2 separate regions of the Macaca mulatta genome follow, and region 2 is linked to region 1. Evidence: chromatin contacts called from public Hi-C data. All regions are on one chromosome and are shown on one strand. Each heading gives the region's core, a stretch centred on a gene start, on an enhancer-like site or on the middle of the called end of the contact. The rest is flanking DNA. Distances are from core to core; before and after follow the strand shown. Region 1 holds the start of AMN1 (antagonist of mitotic exit network 1 homolog). Region 2 holds the start of LOC144332817.

What was found. Hi-C and Micro-C count contacts between places; a contact is called where the count stands out from the background.
Region 2: a contact with region 1 is called in a Hi-C map of liver, with 2.7 times the contacts expected there. The contact joins the promoter of LOC144332817 here to the promoter of AMN1 in region 1. A contact is called at or near these places in 5 of 14 Hi-C or Micro-C datasets (CD4 T cells, blood, fetal cortex germinal zone and 2 more).

What each region holds. Positions count from the first base shown.
Region 1 is chr11:33,899,307-33,906,897 of T2T-MMU8v2.0, reverse strand. It overlaps AMN1 (antagonist of mitotic exit network 1 homolog), which reads left to right and starts at 2,707. Exons shown (of 10, transcript XR_013400950.1): 1 at 2,707-2,757. It also overlaps a transcript of ETFBKMT not described here.
Region 2 is chr11:34,168,475-34,176,065 of T2T-MMU8v2.0, reverse strand. LOC144332817 reads left to right here and starts at 4,014. Exons shown (of 2, transcript XM_077953836.1): 1 at 4,014-4,704. The coding sequence starts at 4,014. The coding sequence ends at 4,379. It overlaps RESF1 (retroelement silencing factor 1), which reads right to left and starts at 4,417. Exons shown (of 6, transcript XR_013400957.1): 1 at 4,342-4,417; 2 at 2,966-3,060.

The DNA of each region.
Region 1 (7,591 bases), core at 1,458-3,957:
CCATCTTAAAATTCGTAATTTTTTTTTTTTTTTTTTTTTTTTTTTTGAGGCAGAGTCTCACTCTTGTCGCCCAGGCTTGAGTACAGTGGTGCGATCTCGGTTCACTGCAACCTCCGCCTCCTGGGTTCAAGCAATTCTCCTGCCTCAGCCTCCTGAGTAGCTGGGATTACAGGCACCTGCCACCACGCCCAGCTAATTTGTTTGTACTTTTAGTAGAGACGGAGTTCCGCCATGTTGCCCAGGCTGGTCTCGAACTCCTAACCTCAGGTAATCCGCCCACCTCGGCCTCCCAGAGTGCTGGGATTACAGACGTGAGACATGTGCATTTTAGCTTTCTAGATCAGGTGAGGACACAGGGGCAAATGGCTCAAGGGTCAAATCCAGTCCAATGCCTGTTTCTGAACAGCTTGCAACTTAAGGATGGCTTTTACATTTTTTAATGGCTGAAAAAGATCAAAAGATGAGTATTTCATGACAGTTGAAAATTACATAAAATTCAAACTTCAGTGTTTAGGATAAGGTTTTATTGGAACACAGCCCCACCCATTCATACTGTCTATAGCTAATTTTAAGCTACAAGTTGAATAGCTGTGACCAAGCCAGCATGGCCCACAAAACCTAAATAGTTCTTGTTTGGCTCTGGGAAGCTAAAAGACAACAGAGAAAGATTTCTCCAAAGATACTGAGTTTCTCTGGGAATGAGCAAAAACAATTATAATCCAAGATGTACAGCTATGGCAAGCCACAGGTCTGGAGAAGGGAAGAGCAGGGGGAAGATTTTACTGGTAAAGTAGAGAAGTTCACATAAACGTCTTGGAAACAAAGTTGATTGGTTCCTGAGACTCAAATCAAGAAGTGTAGTTCGTTCATTATTGGAGGTGCTGCTGCTGGGCCAAACATCCTTTCGACAGTATCTTACCTGAACTGCTGCAGTTTTAAAAAATGTTTAGCAATAAATCTTGTCATAGAAATGTGTGCATATTTGCAAAACGAGCAAGTTGTGCAAAACATTAAATGCATGAAAGATGTGAAGAAATTGTGGGTTTTTTCGTTTATTTTTTAAAGTCCTTGCAGTTCTTCCTCTTTTTTTTTTTTTTTTTTTTTTTTTTTTTTTTTTTGAGACGGAGTCTTGCTGTCGCCCAGGCTGGAGTGCAGTGGCGCAATCTCGGTTCACTACAACCTCCGCCCCCCGGGTTCAAGCGATTCTCCTGCCTCAGCCTCCTCAGTAGCTGGGATTACAGGCGCCTGCCACCACATCCGGCTTTTTTGTTTTTCTGTATTTTTAGTAGAGGCGGGGGTTTCACCACATTGGCCAGGCTGGTCTCAAAACTCCCGACCTCGTGATCTGCTCACCTCGGCCTCCGAAAGTACTGAGATTACAGGTGTGAGCCACCGCGTCCGGCCTTGAGACAGTTCTTATCTGAGACATACGAGCATGAGTTCCCTTCCTTTATGGTCTCTGGACTCCAATTTGTCTGGGTCTGACAGTAGTTACTTCTCCTGGAATCTGCAACTTTCAGAGCACTTTATGGAAAAAGTCGCCCAACCCCTGCCCTACACTCACTCTTGATCACTCTCCAGTGTTGCCATCCCAAACTATTTGCAGACCACCCTTTTCTCTCTGATCTGTATCCCACCCCCCCAACCATGGGTGCTTCCATAGAACTAACCCCATCTAAGCATTTAACAGTTATTCTAATTACCCTTTTACTTGTCTGACCCAAGTGTTCACCACTCAATCCTTAGCACCCAGCACGATCCTTGGCCCTCGTTCAGCGCTTAATAAATGCATGTTGATAGAATGTGCAGCATCCTGAACAGGCGAACAGCAGTGGGTTCCAACTTTCAAGGAGCTTAAAAAAGGAACCCGGCATATAAACAACAGATTAATCTACAAGGAAGAATGGCGGGGCGGGTGCGGGAAGCACTAAAAAGCAGCAAATACTCTGCAGCAGAACCAAAGAGAAAATTCCACCTACAGGTGCCCTTTCTTCAGGAACCTTCCTAATGTGAATACAGGTTCCCTTCTCCTCCATGACGAAATTCTTAGTGCGGTTACTTGTTGGTACGCAGTGTCCTCATCTGTAAAATAAGACTAATGACGATTTCACAGGATTATAATGAATACAGTTAAGTATTGAACTAAGGCATAGAAAGCACGTAGCTCAGTGCACGCTTCCTAGAAAGTGCTCAGTAAACTCCGATCCTCTAAAACGCTCCGTTTGATGTTAATGGAGTCCGTATCCGAGCGGGTCTCCAGTGTGCATCGCCAAGGCTATGGCCCAGCATGCAACGTATCCTTTTAGTAAGAGCAGCGACTTCTCAGCTCTCCCTTCGCCACAGGAGAGTTCTCGGCTCGCGGCGTCGCAGCGGGGCTGAGCGCTGGGCTGAACTCCCGAGAAACCTCCTGCAGCTGCACTGGAGCAGACGCCGGACAGGTGAAAGAACTACAACTCCCGTCAGATTGCACCTGAACTTAGGGCCTCTTTATATTTTGTCACACCCAGCCTCCTCCGCGCAGCCCTCAGTGGCTCCGCCCCAAGGGGAGATCTCTTCTTTCCTTGTGGAGTCCGAAGCGTGGCCACGCCCCGGTCACCGGAAAAATCCGTGTGACGTCACAAAAACCTACGCGTCGCGCGGTGGGCGGGAGTTGGCGGACGGTCCCTGGCTGCGTTCTGGAGGCCCTGGGACCGCGGAAGAGGGTTCAGACGCTGCAGCGATGCCTCGCCCACGGCGGGTCAGTCAGCTCCTGGATCTGTGAGTCTACCCTGTTCCGGCTCCCTTCGCGCCGCCCCAGCACCTCCTCCAAACGGCCAGGCCCTGCGCTGATCCTCCCCGCCCCTTTCCCACCCCCCCGACCTCTGAAGAGGCCCCGCGTGTGTTTCTGTCCCTGGGTTCCTGATCTATCGTTTCCTGGCTGAGGACAGTTGTGCAAAGTGGGTCTCTTGGCGGGTTTGCCCCTCCGAGACTCCGCTGCGCGTTCAGTGTCCATTCCTCAGTCAGCCTTGACAGCTCGGCGTCCCGGCTCTTCCTGGCAGTGGCCTCTCTCTTAGCAGCTAAAAACCTTGGTAGAAAAAAACACAACACTAGATGAGGTTCTCAAAAGCTTCTAGCAGAATTCCACCCCTGTAACTGGAATAAACATTGATACACCCTGGGATAAACGTAGCACAGTGATTAAGAGCACAGATCCCTGGCTGAGATTGCTGGGTTCAGCCCCCGGCTCTGCCATTCACCAGCCACGTGACCATGGACGGGTAACGTAACCTCTCCCTGTGCCTAAGTTCTTTATCTATAAAATTTTTGTGATAATAGCACCCTTCTCACGGAGTTGTTCTGAGGGATAAATTTAACACATGTAAAACCCTTATAAGGATGCCCAGCAAATAATAAACACCATTAAATGTTATTATTATTTCCTGCCAGAAATTGTACAGAAATTACAAGGGCAATTGCGTCTCTCCAGGAGCTTTCAGTCCTGTTAATATTGCCATGTAAAAAATAGACATCTTAAGGATAAGGAAAACAAGCTCCTTAATCTACTGAAGGCTTTCTAAAACAATGGCATCTGAGATTTTACATTAAACTCAGGAGGCCGAGGTAGGATAATTGCTCGAGCTCAGGAGTTCGAGACCAGCTTGGGCAATGTGGCAAAACCCCGCCTCTACTGAAGATAAAAAAACCTATCTGGGCACGGTGGTTCACGACTGTAATCCCAGCACTTTGGGAGGCCGAGGCACTTGAAATCAGGAGAGTTGGAGACCAGCCTAGCCAACATGGCAAAACCGCGGCGTCTACTAAAAATACAAAAATTAGCCAGGAGTAGTGGTGGCGCCGGTAGTCCCAGCTATTCCGGAGGCTGAGGCAGGAGAATTGCCTGAACCCGGGAGGCAGAGGTTGCAGTGAGCTGAGATCGCGCCATTGCACTCCAGCCTGGGCGACAGAGCAAGACTGTCTCAAAAAAATAAAATAAGTAACTATCATATATGTAGAATAATATCACAAGCGGGAGAGTAACAAACTTGATATTTCTAATAAGGAAAAGAATAGAAGAAAGCTTTGTAAAGGGGGTTATTATTTTGAAGATCTGACAGTTGCAAAACAAATAGGAGGAAGTGCATCCAAGAGAGTGAAATAAAGAGTAAAGGTTTGACAGGCAGGAAAGGAAGAAATATGAGAGAAGACCAGAAAGTAGCGCTCCAATGTTAATGGAAGATACAATATGAATAGCATAGCAGTGAGACATAAAGCCAAGTCATTGGGAATAGAATCTTAGGGACCAGGATGAAATAAAAGCATTTCCTGTTTTAGTCATGGGGAGCTATCAAAGGTTTTAGAACTGTGCTGTGAGCAGAGATTTGAATTAGGCAGAAGTTGGAAACAGGGAGACACTTAGGAGACTTACAAAATCTTAAGAAGTGGAGAGCCCAAACCAGGAGACGTGAAGATGTTCTTTGCAGAATTGTTTCTGGTGGCATGGAGGTGGAATGGGAGAGGTACCACGGAATATTATGCAGCTGTTAGAAAAGCAGAGGGTAGGCCAGGCATGGTGGCTCACACCTGTAATCCCAACACTTTGGGAGGCTGAGGAGGGTGGATTGCTTGAGACCAGGAGATCGAGACCAGCCTAGGTAACATGGCAAAACCATGTCTCTACCAAAAGTAAAAAGCCAATCTCATAACCTGGTCTCAAAATAAATAAATAAAAATTAAATTTAAAAAATGAAAGAAAAGCAAAGGGTAGATTCACATGGATGGTACTTTAAAACACAGTGCTTAGTGAAAAAAGAGGAAACAGACTAACAATGTTAATAAAAATTCTTCGGAACTTGGAGGTAAGACAAAGGGATGAGCACGTGATCTTCATTGTCATGTTAGAGTGTGGTCCCTGTGTAAAGGTCCATATTTGCCCCTAGAACCTAATTTTGTACCCTTCTGGGACAAGGTACAATCTGAGACTGGCAGTTGATCAGCAAGCTATTTCTGGTTTGTAACAAAGAAGCTTGAGCCAGACTAGTAATTAACTGTGTCACTAAGCACACTATTTAGTCCAGCTGATGAGGCTTTCTCCATGAAGGAGCCGGGGCTTGGTTTATGTTCTTACATAAACTCCTTGTCTCCTCACTGACCAGCACTTTAACACTGCCTTAGAGAATCCTTTGGATCTGAGACATGAATAGTTTTGAATAGAGGGACCATTCAACTCTTAGCTGGGCGCCATGGCTCATGCCTGTAATCCCAGCACTTTGGGAGGCCAAGGCAGGTGGATCATCTGAGGTCATGAGTTCGAGACCAGCCCGACCAACATGGAGAAACCCTGTCTCTACTAAAAATACAAAATTAGCTGGGCGTGGTGGCGCATGCCTGTAATCCCAGCTCCTCCGGAGGCTGAGGCGGGAGAATCACTTGAACCCCGGAGGCAGAGGTTGTGGTGAGCCGAGATTGCGCCACTGCACTCCAGTTTGGGCAACAAGAGCCAAACTCTGTCTCAAAAAAAAAAAAGAAATTACTCTGTTAGTTTTTAGCTTCATTGACAGGTAGAGTGGTGATTAGACTATTACGGAGAAAGAAGTGTCTTATGGGGAAAATGAATCAGAATATCCAGTAGAAATATCAAGCAGGCAGTTAGAATATAATTTTGAATCTGAAAGAGAGATCAAGGATTAGGCTGGGCGCAGTGGCTCATGCCTGTAATCCCAGCACTTTGGGAGGCCAAGGCAGGCAAATCACTTGAGCTCAGGAGTTCGAGACCAGCCTGGCCAACATGGTGAAACCCTGTCTCTACCAAAAATGCAAAAAAAAATTAACCAGGCATGGCAGTGCACACCTGTATTCCCAGTTACTTGGGAGGCTGAGGCAGGAGACTTGCTTGAAACCGGGAGGCAGAGGCTGCAGTGAGCCAAGATGGTGCTACTGCACTCCAGCCTGGGCAACAGAGTGAGACTGTCTCTAAATAAATAAATAAAATGAAGAGAGGTCAAGGATTGTAACTAAGATTGGGGATAAAACTTTGTAGATGATAGGAAGCCATGGTTAAGTTTAAGAGAGGGGCTATAGAGAGAAAAAAAGAAAGTCAAGGACAAAATTTTATGTAACACTTAACATTAGAACCAGCCCATGTTGCCAAAACTCTTTTATTTGTTAGATCAAGTCGCCATATGATGAATTGACCAAATAGTAATAGGTTGTTTCTTTTAAGTATAAAATATGGAGCAACTAATATTGTATGGGATATCCGCCCGTCTCCCTAATTGTTTTACAGCTTTTAAAGATTTTAAGTTTTAGCTGACTTCTTTTCATTTTGTCTTGAGAAATGAGACTGCCTGTGCCAACTGTTGGGCCTGAGAATCAACAACACTTATGTCAACATAACTTTCTGCTCTAGGAAATTTTTGCAAATCAGTTTATCTAAATAAACAGCTATCAGGACACACATTTTGATTTTTAGGACAAACAGTATGTTTATCTGTACAGATTGCTCAAGGCTGGCTTCTTGTGTCCATCAGTTTTAAACTACTAAGTCACAAACTTTGCCTAATCCTTACCCATTCGGGGGAGAAACACCCACTTAAACTGGTGGAGTTTGTATCCCAGAACCCTATGTATACTCCTGCCTAACTTTCCCCTGTTGAAATGCTACCCAAACCCTGTCAAGGTGATCTCCATTGCTGTAGTAAATTTGGTGTATGATTTGACGAATTTAATAAATCTGTTTGACCAGCAGGGTTTCTGGATGGGCTTTATGGCCATTTAATAGTCCTCCCAGAATTTTAAAATCTGTTTGATTTGTTTCTGTCCCAACTCCCTGCTATTGCAGCTGGAGGGAACTGGAGCAGAAAGAGGAAACCATTTACTTTGGGAAATACATGGTACAGCCTCTGCACTGCTGAGCTCCAAGAAGAGCATACTAAAGGGCTAAGATGAAAAAGACTGAGAGGAAAAAGGTGGTGGTGGAGGGCAGAGAGCTATGTTGTGGGAAAAAGGTAATATATTGAAATATACCTGAAATCTGCATAAAGCAAAATATAGTAGTCTCTCCTTATCTGCTGTTTTGTTTCAGCAGTTTCAGGTACCATGAAACTGCCAACCATGGTAAAAAATATATATATGTTAAATGGAAAATTCTGGAAAGAAACAATTCATAAATTTTCAATTGTGCACCATTCTGAATAGCAAGATGAAATCTCACACCATCCTGCCCTGTCTGCGAGGATGTGAATTCTGCCTTTGTTCAGTATATCCATGCTGTCCATGCTGTTCATTTAGTAGCCTTCTTGGTTATCAGAGCTATTGTCGCAGGGCTATTGCATTCACATAACCCTGATATTACTTAATAATTGCACCAGAGCACAAGAGTACTGATGTACATGTATTTTTTTATTTTTCCACCCAATCCCTATAGATACTGTTATAACTCTTCTATTTTATTATTGTTGTTGTTCATCTCTTACTGTGCCTAATTTATATATTAAACTTTACCATAGGTATGTATGCATAGTAAATGCAGGGTGTGTATAGGATTTAGGATTCAGTACTATCCATGATTTCAGGTGTCCACTGGGAGTCTTAGAATATATTTCCCATGGATAAG
Region 2 (7,591 bases), core at 2,765-5,264, 270 kb before region 1:
TTCAGAATACGCAAACTTACAGAAATAGATTAATGGTTACCTGGGGAAAGGTGCATTGGAGAAAATGGGGAGTTACCACTATTGAATATGGAGGTATTTTGGGGGTCAATAAAATGTTCTTAAATTGATAGTGGTGATGGGTACACAAATCTGAATATACTAAAAACCACTGAAACTGTACACTGTGTGTAAATGGGTGAATCAATGGCTTATAAATTTTATCTCTAACTATAGTTACAAAAGGTATGCTCTGAACAACTTGAAGCTGCTTGCATATGTATCTGGAGATGTCAGGGCTGCCCAGTGGAGAAATGGTCTGCCTGAGAACCAAGGCAGAGGACAGCAGAGCTCAAAGATACAGTGTCCCAAATCTTTAAAACTTTCCTTCAGATTTAGATCCTGGATCTATCAAAACCCAAAGGTTCTGATCCATGAACTTTTTTTTTTTTTTTTTTTTTTTTTTGAGACACAGTCTCGCTCTGTCGCCCAGGCTGGAGTGCAGTGGTGTGATCTCAGCTCACTGCAACCTCTCCCTCCTGGGTTCAAGTGATTCTCCTGTCTCAGCCTCCTGAGTAGCTGGGACTACAGGCACATGCCACCATACCCAGCTAATTTTGGGATTTCACCTTGTTAGCCAGGGGTGGTCTCAATTTCCTGACGTCATGATCCACCTGCCTTGGCCTCCCAAAGTGCTGGGATTACAGGCATGAGCCACTACGACTGGCCCATGAACTTTATTTTCTGAGACAGAGTCTCACTCTGTCACCCGAGCTAGGGTATAGTGGTGCGATCTTGGCTTACTGCAACCTCTGCCTCCCGGGTAGCTGGGATTACAGGCATGTGCCATCACACCAAGCTAATTTTTTGTACTTTTAGTAGAGACGGGGTTTCACCATGTTGGCCAGGCTGGTCTCCAACTCCTGACCTCAGGTGATCTGCCCACCTTGGCTTCCCAAAGTGCTGGGATTACGGGTGTGAGCCACCACGCCCGGCCCTGCTCCATGAACTTTAAAAGTATGTCATCTAATGAATTCTCCTCTGGGGCTTGGAAAATAATAATCTCCTTATGGTTTCTGTTTCTTGAAACTTAACTGGACGATACAACTTCTTTTAATACACTTTGTCATTTTAATCACAAGACTTTATTTACAAATGAAACCTTGTAATTTGACACATCAAAAGAATCTAAGTTACTGTCATTAAATTTTTGCGATCATGAAAACCAGGAGCATAAAATGTATAGTTCCAATCTCACTTGAGATATTTACCTCAACAGCCTCCAACTTTGCTCTTCACGTACAAGTACACTTAAGGTATTAGGAATAGTATAAGTGTTGCATAGTTGCCACCCAACAAAGCATTTAGAATTCCTCAAGGTCCAAGATTCTTTCTTCATAACCTCCTTCCAAAGTGAATGTTAACTTGCATATCTATAGCCAGGGTTAGTCGACTATTCTCCTGGACTTATCTCAAAATGAATACACTCCCTGTCTGTTTTACATAATAGAGTGTGCCTCTAATGGGGAAGGGAGGGAGGCCTGATTAGATTCTTGAAATTCACCTTCATAAATACCTTTTTTTTTTTTTTTTTTTTTTTAAAGACAAGAGTCTTGCTCTGTTGCCCAGGCCCACAGTGCAATGGGGTGACCTCAGGTCACTGCAACCTCTGCCTCCCAGGTTCAGCCACTCGAGTAGCTAGGATTACAGGCATGTGCCACCACGCCTGACTCATTTTTGTATTATTAGTAGAGACAGGGTTTCGCCATGTTGGCCAACTTGAGTCCAGGGCTGGTCTCGAACTCCTGGCCTCAAGTGATCTGTCCGCTCCAGCCTCTTAAAGTGCTGGCATTGTAGACATGAGCCACCACACCTGGCCTACAAGTAAGTTTTAAGCAACATTAAATCAATTCCCTAAGCATTTGAGCTCCAACTATCTCCAAGACACTGATAATCTAGGAGGGAAGAGAGATTCCTGTACAATCACAGAGATAATGTAGAAGAACAAAGCTTTGGGGCAAGTTTGTCCTGCCTAGGAATTCAGTGGAGGCATTTTTTATTTCAAACAACACTGCAGGTAAATCCAGATGTGGACCAGTAGTGACGGATACTTTCTAACAAAACAGGACCTACAAAAAAGAGAATCTAAGAGGATCTACAGTGATGGGTTTAATCAACAAAAAGCTCATGAAGTTAGAGCTTAAATGAACCAGCTGAATTTCTGCTAAGACAGCATTACATGTCCCAGGCCACAAAATCTATTTCCTCTAACATGACAATAGCTAACATTTATTGGGCACTCACCATGTTTCAAGAGCTGTTTAACTGTGATATGCATGAAACTCCTGTAACTCTACCATAACAATCCTATGACATTAGTACTTTTCCCCATTTTATAGATGAGAAAACAGGCAGAGGTTTATTTTTCCAGGGTTGTACAGATACTGCTGAGTGCTACAGCTAAGATTTAAACCAAAGCAGTGTGGTTACAGGGACCATGATCTTTATCATTAGGTGAGACTTCCTAAGACATTTTGTGGTTACAGATGAAAGCCCTGGACATGCCCACTTTGGCTGTACAGGATGCATCCTTCAGAGTGGTGCTCTGTGCCACATTCCCCTATGTGCCACCAACAGTAATAAAATATAATAAAAACAATCACATAAGAAACACAGCACAGACAGAAGCAGACCTCTGCCCAGGTAACTTCCACTACAATTACCTTACCACAGACCTCTTTCTCATTTTGCTAAGATTAACAACTGATTTTTCAGTACTATGCCGACAACATTGCTTCTTCTCAAGCTTTGTTGTCAAATCCATTGAGTCCCACAGTTTAATTTTTAACCAATGTTGATTCACTGAGCTAGTAATTTTAATTCGGTAACAGGTAAATTACTCCATAGTTACATGTGAATAACTGCCTGGTTAAATCAGGGTGGGTTTCTTAGAGGTGATAATACTTACCGTTAAGCACAACTTTAGTCTTTAATTATTGTGTATGTTCCCATTTCACTCCAAACACATCAGTCCCCCTCCATACAGTATTTACTTCTTTGGTCCTAGGGACAACAAGAAACGTTTTATAATAAAAGAGGACATGCTAATGTGTTTACTAGATATGACACTGCTGTGCAAAACTGTTTTCTTTTAAGGCTGCACAGAAAACATGCTAACTTTACTGAATTCTTATTAAGTGTCCTAACTAACAGAAATAGAAACTAGGTCTGGCCTGAAAACACCATTCACTTAAGTCAGAATCTACGTGCGCTCCTCTAGGTCGGCTATTGTAGTATCATTGCAAAACAGTAACACTTTATCTCTGGACTTGTCTTTACTGGATTAATGTTAAATAGAAAAAAATCCGACTGCAGAGGGGAAAAAAACCTAAAACCTTAACATACATGCACATTAACAATGAATGAAACATGATTAAAGCTAACACATTAAGCAGAAAAATACAATCTCCAAACAAGCTCTGCGGCCCGCCTACTGAGATGCACCGGCCCCCCCACAAAACGAAAACGCGCCTCAAGCTCATACACATCCTTGTCTTAAGACGGTTATGCACTCGATGTACTACAAATTGTTTCCACGGAAATTATTCCCCGAAAGTTTGCTGCTAAACTCAGGACCCTAAGGACGTTTGCTTAGGGAATCCGTGTCCCTCGAGAACACCTAAGATGGGTATGCGTTTGTGCATTTAAAAATGCCTCAAGGAACTATTGCCGAGGAACAGAAAGCATCGCCGGCGCTTTGCGTTCGCGGACCACTTGGAGACAGATGCCAGTACAGCAATTCCGTTCCAGGAGGCTTCGACTTAAGAGGGCAGGGGAGGAGGAGAACGCTCGGGAAATAGGAAAACAAAGATTTTTTTTTTCCACTCCAGTGACAGCAAAGCCTTAAAAACATAAGCAGCTCTCATACCCACCCGCCTCACCAGCCGCGCCTCGCAGTTCAACAAAACGCGTCCTCGCCCTCGCCACTCGCGACCTCTATCGCGCAGCGCCAGGCAATGAGGGAAAACAGCCAGCGAGGCCCGCCCTCCGGTGCAAGGCTCGGCGTCCGCGGAGGCCCAGGGCCGTCCCCAGTACGGCGGGCAGAAGAGAGCGCGGCGGCGGAGCCCAGCTTCGGGCGGCGGACTGCGGGACGCGCGAGCCGGCGGGGCCCGAGGCCCGGGTTCCGGGGCCGCCCGCGACTGCGTTCTCGCCGCAGAACAAAAGCGCTCCGCGCCGCGCGCCGCGCGCCGGCCCCGGCCGTGAGCGCCTCTGGCTCCCGGCCCCCGCCCCGCCCGCACCCCGGAAGGCGAAGGAGGGACCTCGGGGTGCTCGCCTCACACTTACCGACAAGGGAAAAGGACCACCCCAGCAAGCAGGGGTAAAGCCGGCGGCCTCCCGGGCCCCAGAGTTTAAGTCAAGTGGGGTCCGCCTCCAGGGGCGGGTCGAGGAGCCAGGCCCAGGATCCAGGAACAGCTAGGCTCCGCCTCACGCCCGAGGCGGTGTCTACGAGGGCCGCGCCGCCGCGGTCCTAGTGCCACCCGAGAAGCCGCGGAACTGGCCAGCGGATCGCACCAGGGCTTGCAGAGCGCTTTCATCTGCCCGACGCGGAAATCTCCCGCAGCGATCTTCTACCTTTAACCAGCATCCGCAGCACCCAGAGGGCATGTTAAAGAGAGATTGAGAACCGCCAGCAAAACTACTGATTCAGTAGGTTTGGGGTGGGGGCTGAAAATGTGCATTTCTAACAAGTTCCTGAGACCCACTGTTGTTGCTGGCCTCAGGACCAATTTTTTCTATAAAGCGCATGGGAGTCAGAGTGCACCCAAGAGACTGTTAACCCTTAAAAAAAAGAAAATCAACAGCTTAGAGGCAAATAAGTGTGAAAGACAGTGGATAATCTATTTGGGGCTTCTGAAAGTCCCTGAGGAAAGTTGACTTTGGAGACCAGATCATGAAGCACGACCTCTTAATTGCCAACCTTTTGTTATAGATTAACTCCCTTATTTTCTTGTTCCCAGCTCAGACCAGATGGCATCTGAGATAAAATACGCCTTGAATAAGATAAATGACCCCTTGACTATTACATCCTTAATGTGGAATGTTAAATAGACCCTTCCCAAAAAGAAACACTGCCTAGAACCAATTAAATTGCTATACGTTAACCTTCTATGGAAAATGTTGACATCCTGTTAAGCTTCCCAGACCCTGCCTGTATAAACGACCCTCAGACTTCTCGCTTTCGAAGCACTGACCCCCATCTTTTGGAGTCTGTGGCCTATCAGGTCGCCATCCTCAAAATTTGCACTCAAACCAATATTTAATCATATTGCTCGAATCTCATTATTAAGGTTTACATAAGCGTTTACTTAGTAATGAAGGTTGCAACCAGGATAGCAAATCAGAGATTGTGCCACTGGAGAGGAGCAAGGGAGCTTATGTTTATAGGAATTTATTTGTTACATAAATTGTCAGATTATTTCATTGGTGGATTAAACGAAGAAGTCTTTAATCATTAGTAGAAGGGTGCATTTGCGTCTGTCAGAAACAAAACAAAAAAAACTATATACAGAATATTTTGTGTGTGTGTGTGTGTGTGTGACAGAGTCTCGCTCTGTCGCTCAGGCTGGAGTGCAGTGGCACAGTCTCGGCTCACTGCAAGCTCCGCCTCCCGGGTTGACGCCATTCTCCTGCCTCAGCCTCCCCAGTAGCTGGGACTACAGTAGCCCACCACCACGGCCAGCTAAATTTTTGTATTTTAGTAGAGACGGGGTTTCACCGTGTTAGCCAGGATGGTCTCATCCCTGACCTGGTGATCAGCCCGCCTCAGCCTTCCAAAGTGCTGGGATTACAGGCGTGAGCCACCGTGCCTGGCCAGAATATTCTTTTTTTTTTTTTTGAGAGGGAGTTTCGCTCTGTCACCCAGGCTGGAGTGCAGTGGCCGGATCTCAGCTCACTGCAAGCTCCGCCTCCCGGGTTTATGCCATTCTCCTGCCTCAGCCTCCCCAGTAGCTGGGACAGGTGCCCGCCACCTCGCCCGGCTAGTTTTTTGGTATTTTTTTTAGTAGAGACGGGGTTTCACCGTATTAGCCAGGATAGTCTCGATCTCCTGACCTCGTGATCCGCCCGTCTCGGCCTCCCAAAGTGCTGGGATTACAGGCTTGAGCCACCGCGCCCGGCCCAGAATATTCTTAAAGATTGGGGGTGGCCAGGCGCCGTGGCTCAGGCCTGTAATCCCAGCACTTTGTATCCCGTGCCTCCGTGTGAAGAGACCACCAAACAGGCTTTGTGTGAGCAACAAAGCTGTTTATTTCACCTGGATGCAGGTGGGCGGAGTTAGAAAACAGTCAGCAAAGGGTGGTGGGATTATCTTTAGTTCTTATACCTTTTGAGATAGGCGGTGAAGTTGGGAGCAATGCTTTGCAGGCAGCGGGTGGATCTCACAAAGTACATTCTCAAGGATGGGGAGAATTACAAAGAACCTTCTTAAGGGTGGGGAAGATTACAAAGTACTTTGATCAGTTAGGGTGGGGCAGAAACAAATCACAATGGTGGAATGTCATCAGTTAAGGCTATTTTCACTTCTTTTGTGGATCTTCAGTTGCTTCAGGCCATCTGGATGTATACTGCAGGTCACAGGGGATATGATGGCTTAGCTAGGTCTCAGAGGCCTGACAATTTGGGAGGCTGAAGCGGGTGAATCACTTGAAACCAGGAGTTTGAGACCAACCTGGCCAACATAGTGAAACCCTGTCTCTACTAAAAATACAAAAATTAGCCAGATGTAGTGGTGGGCGCCTGTAATTCTCATCTACTCCGGAGGCTGAGGCGGGAGAATTGCTTAAACCTATGAAGCAGAGGTTGCAGTGGCCATGATGTTATGCCCAGACCGTTTGTTCCCCAAAGAAGACCACCAGAGTCCAGAGTCAAAGCCAAGCGGCAAGGATCTTTTACTGCAAGTTCGAACTTGGTCCCTCCATTCCACAGCATACAAGAGGGCCCCGAACAATGCGAGTGCTTGCCTTTTTATAGCCTGATGTAACCAGGATATGTAAAGTTACAGAGGAACAAGGGAATTCTTTTGGTTACAGCACTATAATTGGTTAACACTATACATTTAGCATTTTTTATTGATTCCCGCTGTGTCCTTATCGGAGATTTCCCAGGTGTTGTTTTTCTAAAGTTGAGAGACATATGGAGGAATGTGTTTGTGCTGGGCTGAGGGAGTTGGGAGATACATGGAGGAATGTGTTTGTGCTGGGCTCAGGGAGTTGGGAGATATATGGAGGAATGTGTTTGTGCTGGGCTCAGGGAGTTGGGAGATATATGGAGGAATGTGTTTGTGCTGGGCTCAGGGAGTTGGGAGATATATGGAGGAATGTGCCTGGTTTCTTTCAATTGCACTCCAGTGTGGGCCACAGAGAGAGTCTGTCTCATGAAACAAAACAAACAAACAAACAAAAAAAGATTGGGGATTGGGCGTGATGGCTTATGCCTGTAATCCCAGCACTTTGGGGTGGATCACTTGAGTCCAGGAGTTTGAGACCAGCCTGGCCAACATGGTGAACCTCATCTCTACAAAAAATATACAAAAAAC